Regions from separate parts of the Mus musculus genome. Here all the other regions are linked to region 4. Evidence: chromatin contacts called from public Hi-C and HiChIP or PLAC-seq data. All regions are on one chromosome and are shown on one strand. Each heading gives the region's core, a stretch centred on a gene start, on an enhancer-like site or on the middle of the called end of the contact. The rest is flanking DNA. Distances are from core to core; before and after follow the strand shown. Region 1 overlaps Zmiz1os1 (a long non-coding RNA gene). Region 2 overlaps Zmiz1 (zinc finger, MIZ-type containing 1). Region 3 overlaps Zmiz1os1 (a long non-coding RNA gene). Region 4 has its middle 33 kb from the start of Gm41111. Region 5 overlaps Zmiz1 (zinc finger, MIZ-type containing 1). Region 6 overlaps Zmiz1os1 (a long non-coding RNA gene).

The links. A called contact is a pair of places that touch in the nucleus more often than the background predicts. HiChIP or PLAC-seq counts read pairs in DNA pulled down with a chosen protein or histone mark.
Region 1: a contact with region 4 is called in a Hi-C map of the N1E-115 cell line, with 2.1 times the contacts expected there. The contact joins two enhancer-like sites. A contact is called at or near these places in 4 of 484 Hi-C or Micro-C datasets (the N1E-115 cell line, epidermal suprabasal cells, nephron progenitors and 1 more), 1 of 115 datasets of contacts at active chromatin or transcription factors (pancreatic cancer cells) and 1 of 9 other capture datasets (embryonic stem cells).
Region 2: a contact with region 4 is called in an HNF4G HiChIP or PLAC-seq map of pancreatic cancer cells. The contact joins two enhancer-like sites. A contact is called at or near these places in 1 of 39 promoter capture datasets (hippocampal neurons), 2 of 484 Hi-C or Micro-C datasets (stem cell-derived neural progenitor cells and uterus), 15 of 115 datasets of contacts at active chromatin or transcription factors (the 230-238 cell line, bone marrow-derived macrophages, craniofacial prominence and 12 more) and 1 of 9 other capture datasets (embryonic stem cells).
Region 3: a contact with region 4 is called in an HNF4G HiChIP or PLAC-seq map of pancreatic cancer cells. The contact joins two enhancer-like sites. A contact is called at or near these places in 3 of 484 Hi-C or Micro-C datasets (nephron progenitors, uterus and ventricular fibroblasts) and 16 of 115 datasets of contacts at active chromatin or transcription factors (the NIH/3T3 cell line, T-cell acute lymphoblastic leukemia, astrocytes and 13 more).
Region 5: a FOXA1 HiChIP or PLAC-seq map of pancreatic cancer cells shows a contact between it and region 4. The contact joins two enhancer-like sites. A contact is called at or near these places in 5 of 115 datasets of contacts at active chromatin or transcription factors (T-cell acute lymphoblastic leukemia, acute myeloid leukemia, embryonic basal ganglia and 2 more) and 1 of 9 other capture datasets (embryonic stem cells).
Region 6: a contact with region 4 is called in a Hi-C map of uterus. The contact joins two enhancer-like sites. A contact is called at or near these places in 3 of 484 Hi-C or Micro-C datasets (hematopoietic stem and progenitor cells and uterus) and 1 of 9 other capture datasets (embryonic stem cells).

What each region holds. Positions count from the first base shown.
Region 1 is chr14:25,303,390-25,306,089 of GRCm38.p6, forward strand. All of the region lies in intron 2 of Zmiz1os1 (a long non-coding RNA gene), which reads right to left. It overlaps LOC115486423 (a long non-coding RNA gene), which reads right to left. Exons shown (of 2, transcript XR_001781198.1): 2 at 232-2,700. Among named protein-coding and RNA genes, the nearest start is that of Gm41113, 75 kb to the right of the region's middle. Within about 2 kb of position 1,277, at least 107 of the 459 cell types and tissues checked have an H3K27ac peak or open chromatin away from gene starts, as enhancers often do. A contact at or near this core is called in the N1E-115 cell line, pancreatic cancer cells and uterus, where this site is marked.
Region 2 is chr14:25,475,307-25,478,006 of GRCm38.p6, forward strand. The region is part of intron 1 of Zmiz1 (zinc finger, MIZ-type containing 1); the gene reads left to right. Among named protein-coding and RNA genes, the nearest start is that of Zmiz1, 17 kb to the left of the region's middle. Within about 2 kb of position 1,380, at least 109 of the 459 cell types and tissues checked have an H3K27ac peak or open chromatin away from gene starts, as enhancers often do. A contact at or near this core is called in pancreatic cancer cells, where this site is marked.
Region 3 is chr14:25,370,456-25,373,155 of GRCm38.p6, forward strand. All of the region lies in intron 1 of Zmiz1os1 (a long non-coding RNA gene), which reads right to left. Among named protein-coding and RNA genes, the nearest start is that of Gm41113, 7.5 kb to the right of the region's middle. Within about 2 kb of position 1,361, at least 161 of the 459 cell types and tissues checked have an H3K27ac peak or open chromatin away from gene starts, as enhancers often do. A contact at or near this core is called in forebrain, pancreatic cancer cells and uterus, where this site is marked.
Region 4 is chr14:25,014,043-25,016,742 of GRCm38.p6, forward strand. No RefSeq gene overlaps it. Among named protein-coding and RNA genes, the nearest start is that of Gm41111, 33 kb to the left of the region's middle. Within about 2 kb of position 1,354, at least 87 of the 459 cell types and tissues checked have an H3K27ac peak or open chromatin away from gene starts, as enhancers often do. A contact at or near this core is called in the N1E-115 cell line, forebrain, pancreatic cancer cells and 1 more, where this site is marked.
Region 5 is chr14:25,515,920-25,518,619 of GRCm38.p6, forward strand. All of the region lies in intron 2 of Zmiz1 (zinc finger, MIZ-type containing 1), which reads left to right. Among named protein-coding and RNA genes, the nearest start is that of Mir3075, 17 kb to the right of the region's middle. Within about 2 kb of position 1,447, at least 190 of the 459 cell types and tissues checked have an H3K27ac peak or open chromatin away from gene starts, as enhancers often do. A contact at or near this core is called in pancreatic cancer cells, where this site is marked.
Region 6 is chr14:25,341,988-25,344,687 of GRCm38.p6, forward strand. All of the region lies in intron 1 of Zmiz1os1 (a long non-coding RNA gene), which reads right to left. Among named protein-coding and RNA genes, the nearest start is that of Gm41113, 36 kb to the right of the region's middle. Within about 2 kb of position 1,429, at least 24 of the 459 cell types and tissues checked have an H3K27ac peak or open chromatin away from gene starts, as enhancers often do. A contact at or near this core is called in uterus, where this site is marked.

The DNA.
Region 1 (2,700 bases), core at 27-2,526, 290 kb after region 4:
AGGCTGACCTTAGCCAGTGAAGACCAAGGAAAGGAACCGTCAGGTAAACAAGGCTGAGAAAAGTGGAGAAGACAGGTAAAAGCCTTCAGGGACAAAGCACAAAGTGACACTATGGGGGAAGAGCAGGTAAAGAGGATGCTGGGTAGGGACATGTGAGGGCCAGGGGCCCAGAACCCACCCTGACTTAAACCATGACCCAAGTCAGCAATTGCTTTCAGCTGCCTCGGCATACACATCTGTAAAATGGTTTTATTCCTTTCTTCTATAAGTGTGCCTGGCTCTGGAAGCTTGAAGCTGTCTTCTGGGCATGCGGAAATCCTTCACACACAGGAGAGCTCAGGTGTCAGGACAAGAGGGAAGGGCAGCCGTGAGATCTTGACATACTGGCTGGCCCTCTCCAATTTTCGAAGGTCTGGCTCCTAAAAATAGAAGACTCCATAGGTCTAAAGTTCCCAACAGTACAACAGACAAAGAGGAAAGAGTCGAATCCCAGTCCACCTGAATTGAAGTCCTCGGCTTTGTCATTTACAGTTTTCCCTTGGGCATGCTTCCTCGGGGTCTTCTCCTGTCAATGTGGCTACATGAGAAAGTAGGAGGAACAGGTTAGACCAGAGAAGGGACTGGCTCTTAAGAAAGTAGAGAGCCTTGCACCTCCAGCATGTTCCTCCAAAGCAAATACAGACAGTCCTATGTGAGGGATCCACATGGCGCTTGATGACCCCTGCTGGAGTCCTGTGCAGACAGTCATGTGGCCCTTTGGAGAACAAAGCCCTAAGCATCGCACATAGCATGATTCCTCTGGGGTAGGAGCAGCCACTTCTGTTTGCAAACAGAACACTAGACAACAAACTACAAAAGGGACTTGAGGGAGTTTACTCCTGGGGCCCAGGATCCTGGGCAGGGGCAGTGTGGCTGGAAGCAGGCGTACCTTTTCAATTTGTAATCGCTTTTGAGTCATATTCAAAAACATTCCAAGATGAAATAAAGCGAAAGAAGGCTCAAGCTGCCCTGCAGTTGGGAGCCCTTTGGGGAACTGAAGTGAGCAAGCCAGCCCCTCTAATCCAGATGGACAGGCAGACAGACAGATAAACAGCTTAGAGGCCAAGGTCCCACAGGGCCTGAGGAATGGGCTGTCCCACCCCAGCCCAGCAGGCAGTGGCTGCCCTCTCACCCAGACCCCTGCTGGCAAGCACCGTCCACTCCCTGATCTTCCCGGAATGGACGCTTCCCCAGGCTCATTGCAAAACATCCTGGCTGGAGCTGCAGCCAGGAGTCCAGAAGCAAAGCTCCCTCTGCAGAGCGAGATGCCGCTTCCTGAGGACATTCCGGCCTGGTGTGAGGGCCTGTGGCAGGAGAGGGCAGGAAAGGCCAGGCAGTCATCGGCAGCCAAACTGGGGCCACAGCAGGGCCACGTGCTCACTGGGACGACATCTGGCTGGAGCCATAGCCCAGGTTTTAGAGGACTTGTAATCAGGCACCTCCTCAAGCCCTGCCACCGTCTCTGCTGCAACCCCCTCCACCAGACCCACTGCAGACTCGCTGGGCTTGTTAAGGGAGAAGGGAGCCTCCTTATAAAGAGATCCCTATTCGCAGGCTGCTCCACACACCACGATCCCTTTGCAGAGCTCCAGATTGATTCCAGCCTGGACCAGCTGTCACAAGGGGTCACCCAGGCCCTTCTCTTAACCCCACAGGATGGCAATTCCTTCACCTGGGTTAGAAAGAGATTTTTTTTTTTTTTAGCACAGAGCTCCCTTTTCAAATGTCATCCTCCTGAGAACCTGGCGAGGAATAAAAACACTGAGTGTGACACTGGTGAGAGGCAAGCAGAGAAGCCTGGATTCCAGCCCCTGGGCAGAGCCTAGGAAGCCTGGAGACTCGGAAACCCTTCTGAACATCAGGAAGCCACAGAGACCCTGGCTCTGGTTCTGTCCCTCTGTGCCCTCTCTCGGGCATCTCATGCCCAAAGCAGGTGTATTCTCTACCGCTCTCATCTTTGTCTGGCTAAATTCCAGATCCCAGTACTCACTGTCCACTGGACACCACCTAGATATCCGATAGGCTATAAGAACATCCAAAGCCATCACCTCACACCTCCCCTAATGCAAATGGCTCCTGTCATCAAATACCATTACATCAGCTCTTCTGCACCTTCTAGATTCTCTCCTGGTCAGGATTCACTACTGCCAACATTACCACAACCACAGCCTTCACCATCGCTGTCACCACCATCAACAGCAGCACCACAACCACCACTATCATCACCATAATCATCAGCATCACTGCCAACTTAAAAAAAAAAAGCCACTATCATCATTGTCACCACCAAGACCATAAACATCGCCACCAATATTACAAACATTACCACCATGACCCATCACCATTACCACCACCAAGACTACTACCATCACCATAATCATCATCAACACCGTCGATACCATCACCACAAACACACAAATATCACGGTCAACATCATCACTTTGTCATTGCCATTGCTGTCAACACCACCACCATCACCATCTTCACCAGCACACTCCCTCAACTACTGCCATTGCCTTTATCATCACCTCATCGGTACCATCAGGGTCAGCAAACATCACCATCATCCATTTTAACATTATCCTATCCCCTTCCAGTGTCTCTTACCATCTCTGTGTTCCCTTCCTGCTCAATCCCCTACCTCTTAAAGCACAGGCAGCT
Region 2 (2,700 bases), core at 130-2,629, 460 kb after region 4:
GCCTTATTTTATTTGGATTTCTCATGGAGAACAGCAGGGAGGGTTAGTAAGCTCTGCCTTGATTGTTCTTCACTCTGTACCTGGCTTGGTGGTGGTGGTGGTTGTTGTTGTTTACTTCTGGAGCCCCAGTCTTCCAACCCTTTTCATTGTCTGCTGACAGCTATGTGCAGTTGGCTGGCAGTGCATCTGCTAGTGTGCTAGTGCAGGCTTCGCCCTGCACAAATGCTGCTTACGTGGTAGCTCCCTGCTGATGATAAATTTATTAAATAACATCCTGGAGAACAATGGTAAAGTATCTATGGGGAGGGAAGACTTTATTCTAAACTTGCATAAGGTCACCTTAAGACTCAGGCTAGGGTTGTTATCACCTGGCTGAGCTGCCTGCAACTTGGAGTCACCTTGATGCCACCCTATGCCTGCGACCATGAGATTGGGTTTCTGTCCTAGGCACTTGTCTTGTGGTATAACACCTGGACTCGACCTTCTGATGCCCAAAGCCCTCTAGACTCCATTCTTGCCCTGTCTCCCCTTGGCCACCAGAATGGATCTAAATAGAAGACACCTGAGCCATGGACACCTGCCCCCTTTGCTCACTAATCCTGTGGGCCTTTCCACAGCAAGGCCTGGCCTTTAGGCTGCCTGTTATCAGGCCCCAGCCATGATTTCACTTGTACAGACTTTGTGCATTCTGTCTCCCCTGCTCTGTATGCCTGGGGAACTCCTAAGCACCCTGCAAAGCCTGCCTCAAGCCACAGCCTGCCCTAGCCCAACAGCAGAGTCAAGTGTATAGGCCGCCCTTGCCCGATTCCTCAGGCACTGCTTGCCGACTTCTGTGGGATCCTTTGTCATCAGGATGGCCGCCACTCTCAGCCCTGACTCGCCAACACCCTGCACTGCGGCTGGCAGCTAGCAAGCATTCCAGAACGCTCTCTACACAGTGAATAATAAGTGACGCCACCTTTGACACAGTGCTGGTGGGTTTGTGGTTTGGATGCACATCCTCGTATTCAGAAGGAGTGAACCACCTCAGTGTGGTTCATTCCCAGATTGCAGCTGGGCCCATAAGCCTGGCCCAGCCCCTCTGTGCTTTCTTGACCTTCTTCACCTTCCCAGTTGGAGCAGAGAGCCTGGCCTGGCTCTCAGAGCATCTTCAGGGCAAGGCAAAATGTGCAAAATGGTCGGGTCTGTAGACACCTGTACTTCAGTTACTCCTCTGCCTTGCTGACTGCCCTGGTTTTGCTGGCTTGGAGAACTCTCTCAGTTTTGGAAGCCTGGCCAGGCTGAAGGGCCTCTTGGGCAAGACCCTGGGCAGATCTGGGGCCTGAACCACATAGGCAGCCTACACACCAGGCAAGTCTATGGCAAATGGCCCTGGCTTGCCAGCTCTGGGGAGGGTAGAGGGAGGGCCACCTTCTGCTGGGTAAACATGGTGTCCAGGCCTGCCCAGGCACGTCCCTGGCTCTTTCGGTTAAAGACACAGGACAGCATTTCATTTCACCAAGGCTGGAGTTGCTGGGTGGCAATGAGAAATGACAGGTAGGGACACGAGGAAGACTCTAAGCCTTGCTGGACTCTTAACCAGATCAGGCTGCAGGAGGATGTTAGGGGGCCAGGCTCTGACTGTAGTCCCTCCCCACGGTGCCATCTTTTCTCTGCTAGCTGCTCCTGAGCCCTCAGGGGTGGGTGGGCTTTGAGCTACTCCTGGGTTAAGCCAGGTCTGACTGGAGCCACCTCTGCATTCCTACTGCAGACACATTCCAGTCCACGCTTACCCAAGGTGGCTCTTTGTTCTCTGGGACACCCACTGGACTCCAGGCAGTCTTCTGGGCTTGTTCCTGGAACATCAGCCTCTGCAATGGGTGATCCCATCCATCTCCTGGACTTGGAGTGGTGCTCAGCACCATGTCTCTGGATCTTTTTCTTGACATTAGGCCTTCTGCTAACAGTGTGTGTATGGGGTTGGGGGGAGGGGTGTGCCAGAAGACAACTTTTAGGAGTCAGTTCTTTCTTTCCATTTGGCGTGTCAGTACCTGTTGATCATCTCTTTGGCTCGACTCTTTGTTTTGATCCATCTGTTGGTGTGCCTGAGTAACATTCTGGGCATAGTGACCAGCATTGCCCGAATGGAGAGCCCTGAGTGTTGCCTGGACTGTTTGCCCTCGGGAGATGGAAGGGTTGCTGCCTCTTGGGAGCGCTTCTGTAGTTCATAGCAGAGGCAGAACTGTCCCAGGTCCTCTGTTCTCATCCACTGGAGCTGAGTGGTCCTGCTCTATAGCCCTGACCTTTGTGTGAACAGTTTCCAAGACGGCTGTGGAGACAGAGAGCAGGGCTGACACTCCAGCTCACTTACCTTCCCACGATAGACCTGCTGGGTCTTGCTTTCTCCTGTCTTCTACAGTGTAGAGCTAATGTGGCATGCTTGGCTTATGGCAGGGTTAGCAGGGGAGCCTCCCGGAGCCTCCTGGGAGTCCTGAAAGCTGGGCCGTTCCATGGAATCACTCTGTTAGATACTGTAGGAAGCAGGTAGAAATTGGAAGTCCTGGGTCCTGGTGGACACGGAGAGGTTTGTGCTGTGTGTGCCAGCATGCTCAGGTGCACCAGCAAAATTCCTTTGTCAGTTCATCATAGACTTCGGCTTGGGAGGCTAGGAACTCACTATCTGGAGGGCAGGCACCCAACTCTGACCCCCAGCTGCATCTG
Region 3 (2,700 bases), core at 111-2,610, 360 kb after region 4:
CAAGCAGGCAGATGGCCGGCAGGTCCCCTCAGAGCCCTGGGACCCAGATGGTCATCCCAGCATTAGGTAAGGCATCACAGCAGCAGCGAGAGAGAATGTACTGCCAGCCAAAGCCACCAAAGCCCCCATTCTAGCCAGGGGCCTCACTGTCTTCCCTCCTGAAGCCTAGCTATTGCTGTGTCTGGGAGGCCCATGGGACATCAGAGATGCTGAAATTTGGAAGCTACAGTTCAGAGTGGCCACATTCAGGAGGCCATAGCCCAGAACAGTCATGTCCTCCCAAGAAAAGCCTCTGCCATTTCTGTTGCTGATCTGTCAGCAGACCAAAAAAAACCTGTCCTCTCCTCAGTCTTACAACCAGGCTGTGAATCCAAGTCAGCTCCAGACCTCTGCATCTCCCTTGGGGTTGCGTGGGCTCAGGAAAAGCACTAATAATAGACTCTAATACTCCTTAAGGGCCTGCCAGAGACAGCTAGGAGTTCTCAGAGCTTCATGGGTAAAAACCAATCCCTGTAATGTGTAAAAAAAACAACCCTGAGAGGCAAGTCTGTTGAGGTCTCCACTTTACAGATGAGGAAATGGAGACCCGGAGAAGATGTAAAGATCCTAAGTCATACACCAGGAAATGAGGAAGCCAGAAGTCAGCCTGGCAGCCTGGCTCTGGAGCCAGTGTCCTCAGAAATATCATCTGTCTAAAGCCACTGTGAGTCCCATACTGCACTACGTCAGGGAGCTGAGACATATCACCTCGGGCTCAGGCGTGACGTGTCAAGAAGTGAACTGCCCATCACAGACACACAGCTGCCTTGGTGGAAATGTTTAAGCAGTGGGTAAGGACAAGCCTAGGTCACCTCTGCATCAGACAGAATAGACAAATGTCCCTGAGGCCAGGCCTTAAAGTCTTGGAGGAAGTGTGGGGACCTTAGGGAAACATGAATACTGACACAAGTTCATTCAATCACATGCTTATGAACATGTGCTCACATGCACATGTGTGAGCTTGTACATATGTGTCCCTGGACACAGTAGCTATTCTGGTGAACAAAGGATATTACTAAGTCCCTGCAAGTGTGGAAGCCCCTGGCTACAGAAGTATGTTCCCCCTTAACAAGTGCCTAGAGGACACTCCCTTCCCCCTTCTCAGCCTCACTTTCCCCACTGTTTGAGGAAGGGGTTGTCTGAGGTCATCTCCAAGGTCTTGGGCTTCTTGCCGCCTGGCCAGTCACCTGCAACTCTCTGTCCCCAGAGCTGGCAGGAGCTGTGACTCAGAAGCAAGAAGCAGCATAGGAGCTGCCCACTGCCCCCTTCCCCCAACACACACACAAAGGGCATCTTGTTACCACAGCCTGCCAGCAGGCAAGGGAGGGCTGGGAGGTAAGGGACCAGGATGCCTGTGTCAGCAGGACTGGGGGTAGGGCTCAGTTAGAGGCTCTGCCAGGGCCATCGGCTGGCTGGCCAAGGATCCCCAGCAGTGGGCAAGGCCTTGGGCAGGCAGGCAGCCCTGAAGAGCAGTCTCAGGAAATGGCCGGCCCCCAGGCTTCTGTATGCAACCGTGTTTGTCAAGCTCCTTTTTAGTATCATTATTTTTCATTTGGATTCTAAATGAACCTTGTGCACCCAGCAGCAGCCTCAGGCCTGGAATTTCCCAGCTGTGTGGGCTGAAACCACAGCCCCTGCTCAGAGCTTACCAGATGTGAGCACAGTCACTCTTCCAATCTGCAAAATGGGAGTGCTGAGTGGAGAAGATGCTTAAATCACACTCTCCAGTGGGGCAGACACCACCTCCCAGAGGAGCCCCAACACTGGTCAGGACACCCTGGTACCTTTCTTGTTGCTACTGGCTCTGTCACTTCCTTGCTTTGGATCCTAAGGCAAAGCACTTATCCCTTCTTACCTCCGTTCTCTAGCCAGTAAAATGGGGATGGCTGAAAGGCAGCAGAAACTAAATAGAAGATTCTTTCTGGGCATTACCTGGCATCATATTCTGACACTGAACAAAGGACAAGCTGGAAGACACTCAGATTGTCCGTGCTAGTAAATAAATCAGTCTGCAGTTCTGTTCCCATAAGCGTATGAATGGTGTGCATACATATGTACATGCGTGCATAAGTGGACAGGCAGGAATTCTCCCAGGCCAGTACTTGAGCATTGAGGCCATTATGTGAACAGTACGGGGTCCAAAGCAAAGGCTCTTTGAGGCCCTTGACCTCCTTAGGACAACTGGACTCTTGTGGCTGGTTTGTGATATCCAGCTAGCCACATCCTTGCAGAGCAAACTGGTGGCTGCAGACGCTGCATCCTCCGAGCACTGGGTGGAGCTAGTGGCCAGCTGCCCCCTAAAGCATGCATTACAGTCCCAAGGAGCAATACATGCTCATAAACACCCCCTAGAGTTGCACTCCCAACATTTTCCATAAACTTCTATGCATGGGCATCTCCTCGGATCAGTATCTGTAGGTCTCTTACACCCCAGAGAAAGGATTCTGCATTCTGTCAGGAACATCTAACTGACAGGCTTTCAAAAACTAATGTGTAATGGGTACTGGTTAGTCTACCAGATCCTCCAAATGCTACCGAGCTCCCAATGTTCTTTGTCCCACTTGATGCATGAAAGTGAGGCCCAAACAGGCGAAGGTAAGTCAGGCCCGTGGGATCAGAAAATGAAAAGGGTAGGCACAGATTGAGCCAGGGGAGGGGGTG
Region 4 (2,700 bases), core at 104-2,603:
TTTCAAGAAAAGTACTGTTTGCAGAAAGAAGGATTGCTCCTAGCTGAAGTTTGGGGGTTGGCTTCAGGTAGCATGTGAAGGCTTGTCCTCAGCCTCAGGAGACTTTCTCTGAAGCCACAGAGAGATGACACCCTCCCCAAGACTCTAGCAGGGAATCTCATTTCCCTTCTGTGTTATAATGTATCTTATGATATGGTACCTCAGGAACTTGGCCAAAGATATCCTGTGGCAGGGTCAGGATTTGAACCCCTGGCCTCAGACTCTTGGCCTACTGTTCTTCCTCCATCATCTCTACAGTGTGTCTCACATGAAAGAAGGACCCTAGTAGCCAAGCACAAAGTCTGACCAGGCCAATGTACAGAGAGAACATTGAAGTTCAAGGGCACCTGAAAACCACTTAAAGGTATCGAGCACTGGAGTGGTTGAGCTGCCACGGAGGCCTAGGTTTTACTTTTAACATCAAGACGTGGATGAATCCAACTCAACTCTTAGTGTAAGGCATTTAGACAGTCCCCAACTTAACCCGGTTAACTTGGGACAGGTAGACTTAAGCAATATTTGCCAACTGTATGAGACTTTACAGTTAACAAGCAATCTTTAAAAACTACTTTACATCTGGAATTTCTGATCTCTTCTTTGGCTTACAATATGAAGTGAGACACCTCCTCTCACTCTGCTCAGCTGTAGGGTAGTGTGCTTGTGTTTAAGACACTCTTGGGAATGTTGGGGGGGATCAGAGACTGGGGAGACAGATGAAAGCATGAGGGTCTGAGATTGATGCCAGATCCCATGTAAGAAGCTAGTCAAGGCAATATGCACGTGTAATCCCAGCGTTGGTGAGGCCTAGACAGGAGTATCCCTGGGGCTCACTGGCCACCCGAATCACTAACTCCAGGTTCAGGAGACATTGCGTCTCAAACAAATGTAGTAGAAAGCAACTGAGGAAGATGCTTGACATCAGCCCCAGACCTTTACACTCACATACAAATTCAACTGCTGCTTTAAGCACACACACACACACACACACACACACACACACACACACACACACACATAAATAAATAAGTCTGGACTAAGCTAGGGTGTTTGGTAGGTCAGGTGTACTAAAAGCATTTTCATGTTAAGATATTTTCATCTTACTGTGAGTTTAGCAAGATGGAGCCCATTGGAAATGGAGGGACAGCTGCTGGGGGGGGGCGGCATGAGAATCTTGCCTTCTTTCCCCACCAAGCATCCCCCCAAGTGATCACCTAGGGTGAAGTGGGAGTGTATCTGCATTGAGTGTCCCTGTCCCACCCCAGAGGTCCACTGGGGACATGCTTGGCTAGCAATTGCAAGAAGCTCCGGCAAAGACAAACAAAAGGTAACTGGAATGTGCCCCAGGGGGCCCATTAGCTTCCTGGAGCCTCCTGAGCATTCCCAGGAGGGATCATGGCTGGGCGTGTGTGATCAGCGGCAGGCACTGTCACAGGCAGCTGCTGGCATATTAATATTCCAGATAAATGGCTTTTGGCTCGGGCGAAAGATCCTGCTTGGGAGCAGGCTTTTCTTTGAAGCTCCTGAGAGGGGCAGCTTGCAGAAAAAGGCGAAGGGAAAAGGCAGCTTTGCAAAAAAAAAAAAAAAAAAAAAAAAAACCGATTCCACTCCAGAGCCTCTGCCCCAATCCATCTCTGTTTATTTAGTGCCTCTCCCTCTCCTGATTCATGGCAGGCTTACAAGAAAGGAAAGCTAGACAGGGAGGAAAGGAGGGAGACAAGGAGGGAGAGGGGAGGGGGGAAAGGAGGAGGAGAGCAGAGGGGAGAGAGAGAGAGGGAGGGAGAGAGGGGAGAGAGAGAGAGAGAGAGAGAGAGAGAGAGAGAGAGAGAGAGAGAGAGAGAGAGAGAGAGAGAGCTTGGCTGCATATATCACGTCCTCCCCCAGGAAGCCTGTCAACAATTAGCCAGGAGGCTGAGGTGCTGAAGCCTCAGAGCCTTCCTGAGACATTCTACACAGGCAAGCATCCTTGGCACCTCCCCAGCCACCCCTAGCTTCACTGTATCTGTGCTATGAGACCCTGGCTGGACCACTTAGACTCTGAGCTTGTCTGCCACATAGAAGAGAGAGGGGGAAAGCATGAAATCCTTTCTCCTGGATGGTTGAGCAAATGCAGTCATAGACACAAAGCAACTTCCATTTGGGAGGGGATTTTAGATGCCATCCTTACAAGGTGAGGCTCGGGGCTGGCAAAGTAACTCAGAGGGGAAGAGGGGTGCCCTGTGCAAGTCTGAGGAGCTGAATTCCATCTCCAGCCCCCACATTAAAGGAGAGGCCAAGCATGGCCACTTGCATACCTGTAACCCGATGCTGGGGGGGGGGGCGGGGGGAGACAACAGGATCAGTGTGGTTTGTTGGCTGCCAGGTTAGCTCCAGGTTCAGTGAAAGACCCTATCCTAAGGGAAAAGATAGAGGGGGTTGACCAGGTTGTCAACATCCTTCTTTATCCTCTAATGAAGAGTATGGGCATGCATATCACAGTGCAGACACATGAGCTAAATGTGTGTGCAGATGTGCGTAATACACACACATAAACACAGAGAGAGAGAGAGAGACAGACAGACAGACAGACAGAGAGACAGAGAGAGAGGGCGAGAGAGAGACAGAGAGACAGGGACAGAAACAGACATACAGAGAGACAGACACAGAGAGAGACAAAGAGAAACA
Region 5 (2,700 bases), core at 197-2,696, 500 kb after region 4:
CTATGCAGAAGACCCAGTATGGTGAGGCAGAGCAGGGGGCCTGTTCACTCGCTGAGGCGTTGGTGCCAGGTGGGATGAATCAGTGATGTCGTTCATGGATGAATGCATACATGAATGGGTATACTTAGCATCTGCCCTTGGTTGCTGCTGCTGCTGCTGCTGCTGCTGCTGCTGCTGCTGCTTTTGGAGTCTCTCCAGCTTCTCGGTGCGGTGGCCGAGAGGACTGGTCAGGGCACAGTGCCAGCCTGTCTGGGTTCCTATCCTGGCGGTGACCTTGAGCTGTTTTCTTCGTGTCCCTCTATGTTTCCTCATCTTTTAAAATGGGTACAGCGTGTACTTCCCAGGATGTCATGAGACTAAATGAGTCAGTTGACATAAAGTACTTAGAATGGTACAGCTAATGGCCCTAAGTTAGTCGGTATTAACAGTTTCGTTACCATGATGATGATTGGCAAAGTTAGGGAGAAGCTGGCTGGAGACTTGGAGTTCCTGGGAGCTGTGGAGTGTTACAGGTAGAGAGGTGTCACAAGTTGTAATTGGGAGCTTCTCGCTATAAGTATTTCTGGTCAGTCATTTAAAGAAGCCTCACCAGAAATGGGATTTGGATCCCTGAGGATCCAGGAGTTTGTTCTGATTTTTCTAACTCTAAATAGGCATTTACAATTTTACATATTTTTTCAAGAGGGCCTCCAAAATGCCATAAACTTCAGCTGTCATAGACCTGAACTACAGTTTGCCACTGTGCCTGTTTCTGTGTCCCCCTTCACTGGTCCCAGTAGGAGGCACTGTCCCTCTTATTCTTGACCATGTGGTGTGCCCCAGGCTGAGCATGGCCTGAAGGATTGATTCCAGGCAGCCCACAGGGGGAAGGGGCCCTCAGAACACCTCCTGCCGGGGATGCGAATCACACCAAGGCCTGGCGCTAGGCCGAGTTGCTGCTGCTTTGCTAAGCTGAGGGCCACTGCAAGCAGGCTGAGACCTCGGTACTCTCTCTCCCTCCTCCCCTGTGTATGCTCTGGTGCGGGCACTGGAAGGCAGTTAGGCTATGGGAAGCAGGTTGCTGAGTTGTTGGGTTGTCGTTGGAGTAGCTGGCTGTGTGCCCAGTTTGGTGTCAGGGACCCTGTGTCCTGTGTCAGGTCATTGGCCTTGCTCAAAAGGATCTCCCTAGTCACCAAGACCACAGGATTCTCACTTGAAGGCTAAGGAGAAGATGGTGTCAGCCCCCTTATCAGTAATCTCAGAGTGAGGTATAAAGAGAACTCATAGCTCGAGAGGGCAGGACAGATAGAACTGGCTTCCAGAGGCTAGGCCGTTAGCTGGGGAAGACCCCTGGGTAGGCACTATGGACACTTGCTGCCTCCACTGGCATCAGGGCCTCTAGACCCTGCTCTGAGAGGGCCATTTATAACTCACAGCTGTGCGGTCCTGAGCCCAACTGACTGTGGTAAACCGATCTGGCTTCAGGAAGTCCCAACCCAAGGCCACTCCCAACCCGGCCCCATGCTCTCCTCACCTCCTGACACCCACATCCTGTTCTCAGCAGGAAGGCAGGCAGTGGGGCCCAGCCAGGGTCTCCAGCTGCAAAGCCCCAGATGGCCCTAGAACTGTGAGGCCCTAGAACCAACACCATCGAGGCCTATCCCAAAGACAAATATATAGGGAGACCAAGGTCAAAAGAAGGCTGGGGCCTGTGCTAGAGTCCACAGAATCAAGGCTCAGGAATGAGGTTGTAGCATCAGGGGTATGCTTGGAGCTCCTGGTATGATCCAAAGAGAGATTGATGCTTCTAGCCCCTGCCAACGATCACCAGAGGAGGCTGATGGAAGAAAGAGGAGGGCTTCAGGGAATCCTGGGAAAGGACACCATCTTGGATCCCAGACTTCAGCATTGCCATCTTCATCCAGTCGCCTCATTCTCTAGAGGTTCTTTACCAAGCCCAGAGATTGTGTAGGGCTAGGCATGGGCTGGAGAGAGGCTGCTGCTGAACGCTCCCAGCACCCGAGACCTAGGCTTTGTCATATGCTCAGGGCAGGCACTAACCTCTCTGCTTTGTTTTCTCTGCAAACACTCTTCTGCCAAAACTTCACTGTAGTGAGTTTGTAGAAATTTGGCCCAAGAAACTTAAGACATTTGTGACTAGATTCTAAAATCAGAACCCGAAAGAACATAAATTTTGTTTTATTTATTTATGCTGTGTATTTATTAAAGAATAAGAGAAATGCATTAGAAATACCTAACTATCTGTGGCTCTCCTCTGCTACACACTGAGTCTGGAGGATGGGGAGGTGGAGACAGGTAGACAGGTAGCCCTGAGGCTCAGCAGCTGGCCAGTCAAGCAGAACTGGTGAGCTCCAGGTTCAGTGAAAGACCCTGTCTCAAAAGACCAATGTGGAAAACCAGGTGTAGTGGCAGACACCTTTAATCCCACCACTAGGGAGGCAGAAGCGGGCAGATCTCCGTGAATTCAAGGCTAGCCTGGTCTTCAGAGTGAGTTCCAGGCAAGTCAGAGCTGGTAAGACATAGTAAGACACCATGTCTCAAAAACAAACACATACACACACACATACACACACAAAGAATATGGAGAGTGAATACAGAAGACACTCAACACTGACCTTATGTGCACACAAACGCATACAAAAATTAAATAAGTAAGGCTCCATGGTTAAGAGCATATACTACTCTTCCCGAGGACCTAAC
Region 6 (2,700 bases), core at 179-2,678, 330 kb after region 4:
ATGGACAGCTGCCCCGGAACTCTGGCATATGCTGGAATGGGGGCTGCACTGCTTACTGTCCGGTTGCCACGGCAGACCCCCCTCACAGTGTACCTCTCCCACTCCCAGGTGACCAGACCCCATCTGTTACAGATTCTGCCTAAGCTACTACAAGAGACTTTCCAAGGCTTAGTCAGAGTGTCACATGCAACCAAGGCTACCTTGAATGTGATAAACAAGTGGCAGGCATTGGAATGTGACCCAACCCCTGGACGACATGGTGATAAAAGCTAGTGTGGAGGTAGCTTCAAAGTACGAGCAGGGAGAGGCAGTTCCTATCTGAGTCTGAACTTCATCTCATCCCAGATGTGCAGCCTTGAACCTGAAGCTTAGAGAAACAGAGGGGGTCTGCAGGGTGTGGGGGAGTCTGTCAGTTCGGTGCTGGAAGATCGATCACTTGGGTTTTTGTTGTTGTTGTTGTTGTTGTTGTTGTTTTGGTTTTGGCTGCTTCAAGACAAGGTTTCTCTGTGTAGCCCTGGCTGTCCTGAAACTCACTCTGCACACCAGGCTGGTCTCGAACTCAGAGATCTGCCTACCTGAGTACTGGGAGTAAAGACATGTGCCACCACTAGCTGGCTCCTTGTTCTTGACGGAGGCATGGTGAGGATTCCCTTTCATGAGAAAGGCTAGAAGCACAGAAGGGTTACTGGGAAAAGCTTTTAATTGAGGCCTTTACTACTTGCATGTTAAGAATAGACAGAGCCTTGAAGAGAGACTGGGAGCAAAGGGATGGTCATTGACTGTCAATGTTTATTGAATCTAAACTGCTCCCTGACTTCCTGTCTCTAAGAGTCATCAAGTGCACACATGCATGTGTGACTGTGCATGTGTGTGCACTGTATGCATATATATGTGAGACAGTGTGGGTATGGGTGTGCATATGTGCACAGACATTTGGCTGCAATCCTATATCCTCCCAGCCTCAGCCAGGCCGCTCCTGCTAATGTTTTCCTCTAGAAGCATTCCTAGCTTAGGGAAGGGTCTCAGCACTGTGACTTCCCCCATTGCAGCCTGGCCACACCCTTCCTTCCTGGCCAGGCCATTGGGAACTCTGGCTTGGGTTGAGGTGGTCTGCTGGGACATGTGTTGGGCTAAATAGACAGTGCTGGGGTGGTTTCTTCACTTGGGAACAGGAAGTGGGCATTGAGTATCTGAAGTCATTGGGCTAGATGGGGTGAGAAAGAAAGTCCTTTGGAATAATACATATCCAGTGTACAACCCAGTCCTCCCTCTGTAGGGAGTGAGGATGGGGGACAGGAAAGAGTCCTCAAATCAAGGAGGAGTTTTAAGAAAAAATCTTCCCGAGACTGAAGAGCCCTTCTGCAGGGGAGGAGAGGCGAGCTCCTGCCAAGCCTTGGCCCCTCCTTTGTATACTGTCACCCAAGGCCAGGAGGAAGTCAGCAAACAGAGCCCTTCAGGTCAGCCTGCTCCTGGCGGGGAGAAGGGGGGGGTTCTTGGGGAGGGGGATGCTTATCCTCTGGACTTGCTCTTGTTGAGAGGGTTCTGATCTAACTAACCTCTTACAGATCCAACCTTCAGTGCTTCAGACCTGTACCTTCCCGAGGCAGGAGGCAGACGTGATGTGTCGCAAATGTGGAGGGAAACGGTGGGTAGGGATGATGGCACAGTGTGGGATGAGGGATAAAGGAAGACTGGGGAGGAACAGCTTCTGCCGTGGACCACAAAAGGTGCTTGGAGAAAAGTGGGGAGGGCTCCTCAGCACAGAGAAGCCTCTGAAGAGAGCCCATGGAATCCTGAGCCCTGGGTATGTGTCTTCACAGCCAAGACATGGTCACAGTGAACCCGGGAGTTTAGCAAATGTTTATAAAACCTTTCCATATGCAGTTAATGATCCTGATTAGGACCTGAGAAAGCGGTCATTTGTGTCCCGTCCCAGCTTTAAGGGGCGTTTTATTATTACACACCATTCCACAAGTTAATGAGAGAAGCTGTAGTCCATTTGTTGGCAAGGACTAATGCTCGCCCGGGGAGACCAGCAGTGGGGCCTTTGTCCTGTGCCTCGGAGTCTAATTTCCTTGCTCCACCTGTCTGCCCTGCTGCCCCCACCCTCCCACCACCAGATGCCACTATGAAAGATGTCACCTTGAGGGTATCATGACCCCAGATCACTGTGCCTGGGGCCTTAGTCAGACCAGACTGGGCTGTCTGCTCTCCAGAGGCTGGTGAGATCCTGGGTCTAGGAAGCTTTGAGAGCTGGATGCCTGGGCTCCTGTTGTGAATCTGGATTCTTCGGCAGGGCCCAGTTGGTCTGCAGAAGCATCTTTGGAAGCCTGCATGCCAGTCTTGTCTCTGCCCCAGTCACGTGACCTTGGACATGTGGCATCAGTTTTGGTCAGCATCCCCATTTATGCAATAGGTATAATCACTTCTCCCTCCAGGTGAGTTCTATGCACACAACAAGCACCGCCTGTGAGCAAGTGTGTGTTGTCAGGACACACACAAAACACTTCCCCTTCGAGGACTGAGGCGCGTGGAGTTTAGACAAGGAAACCTCAGATACTTGTGGGAACCCGGCAATGAGGCTGGACAGGGCACAGTCACGCAAGCGTGAGCTTATCCAAAACACTGCTCATCTATGTGCCTGGATGGCTTGTTTCATTTTATGTGAACCTAACCTAGATTAGCTGCATATGTATCAAA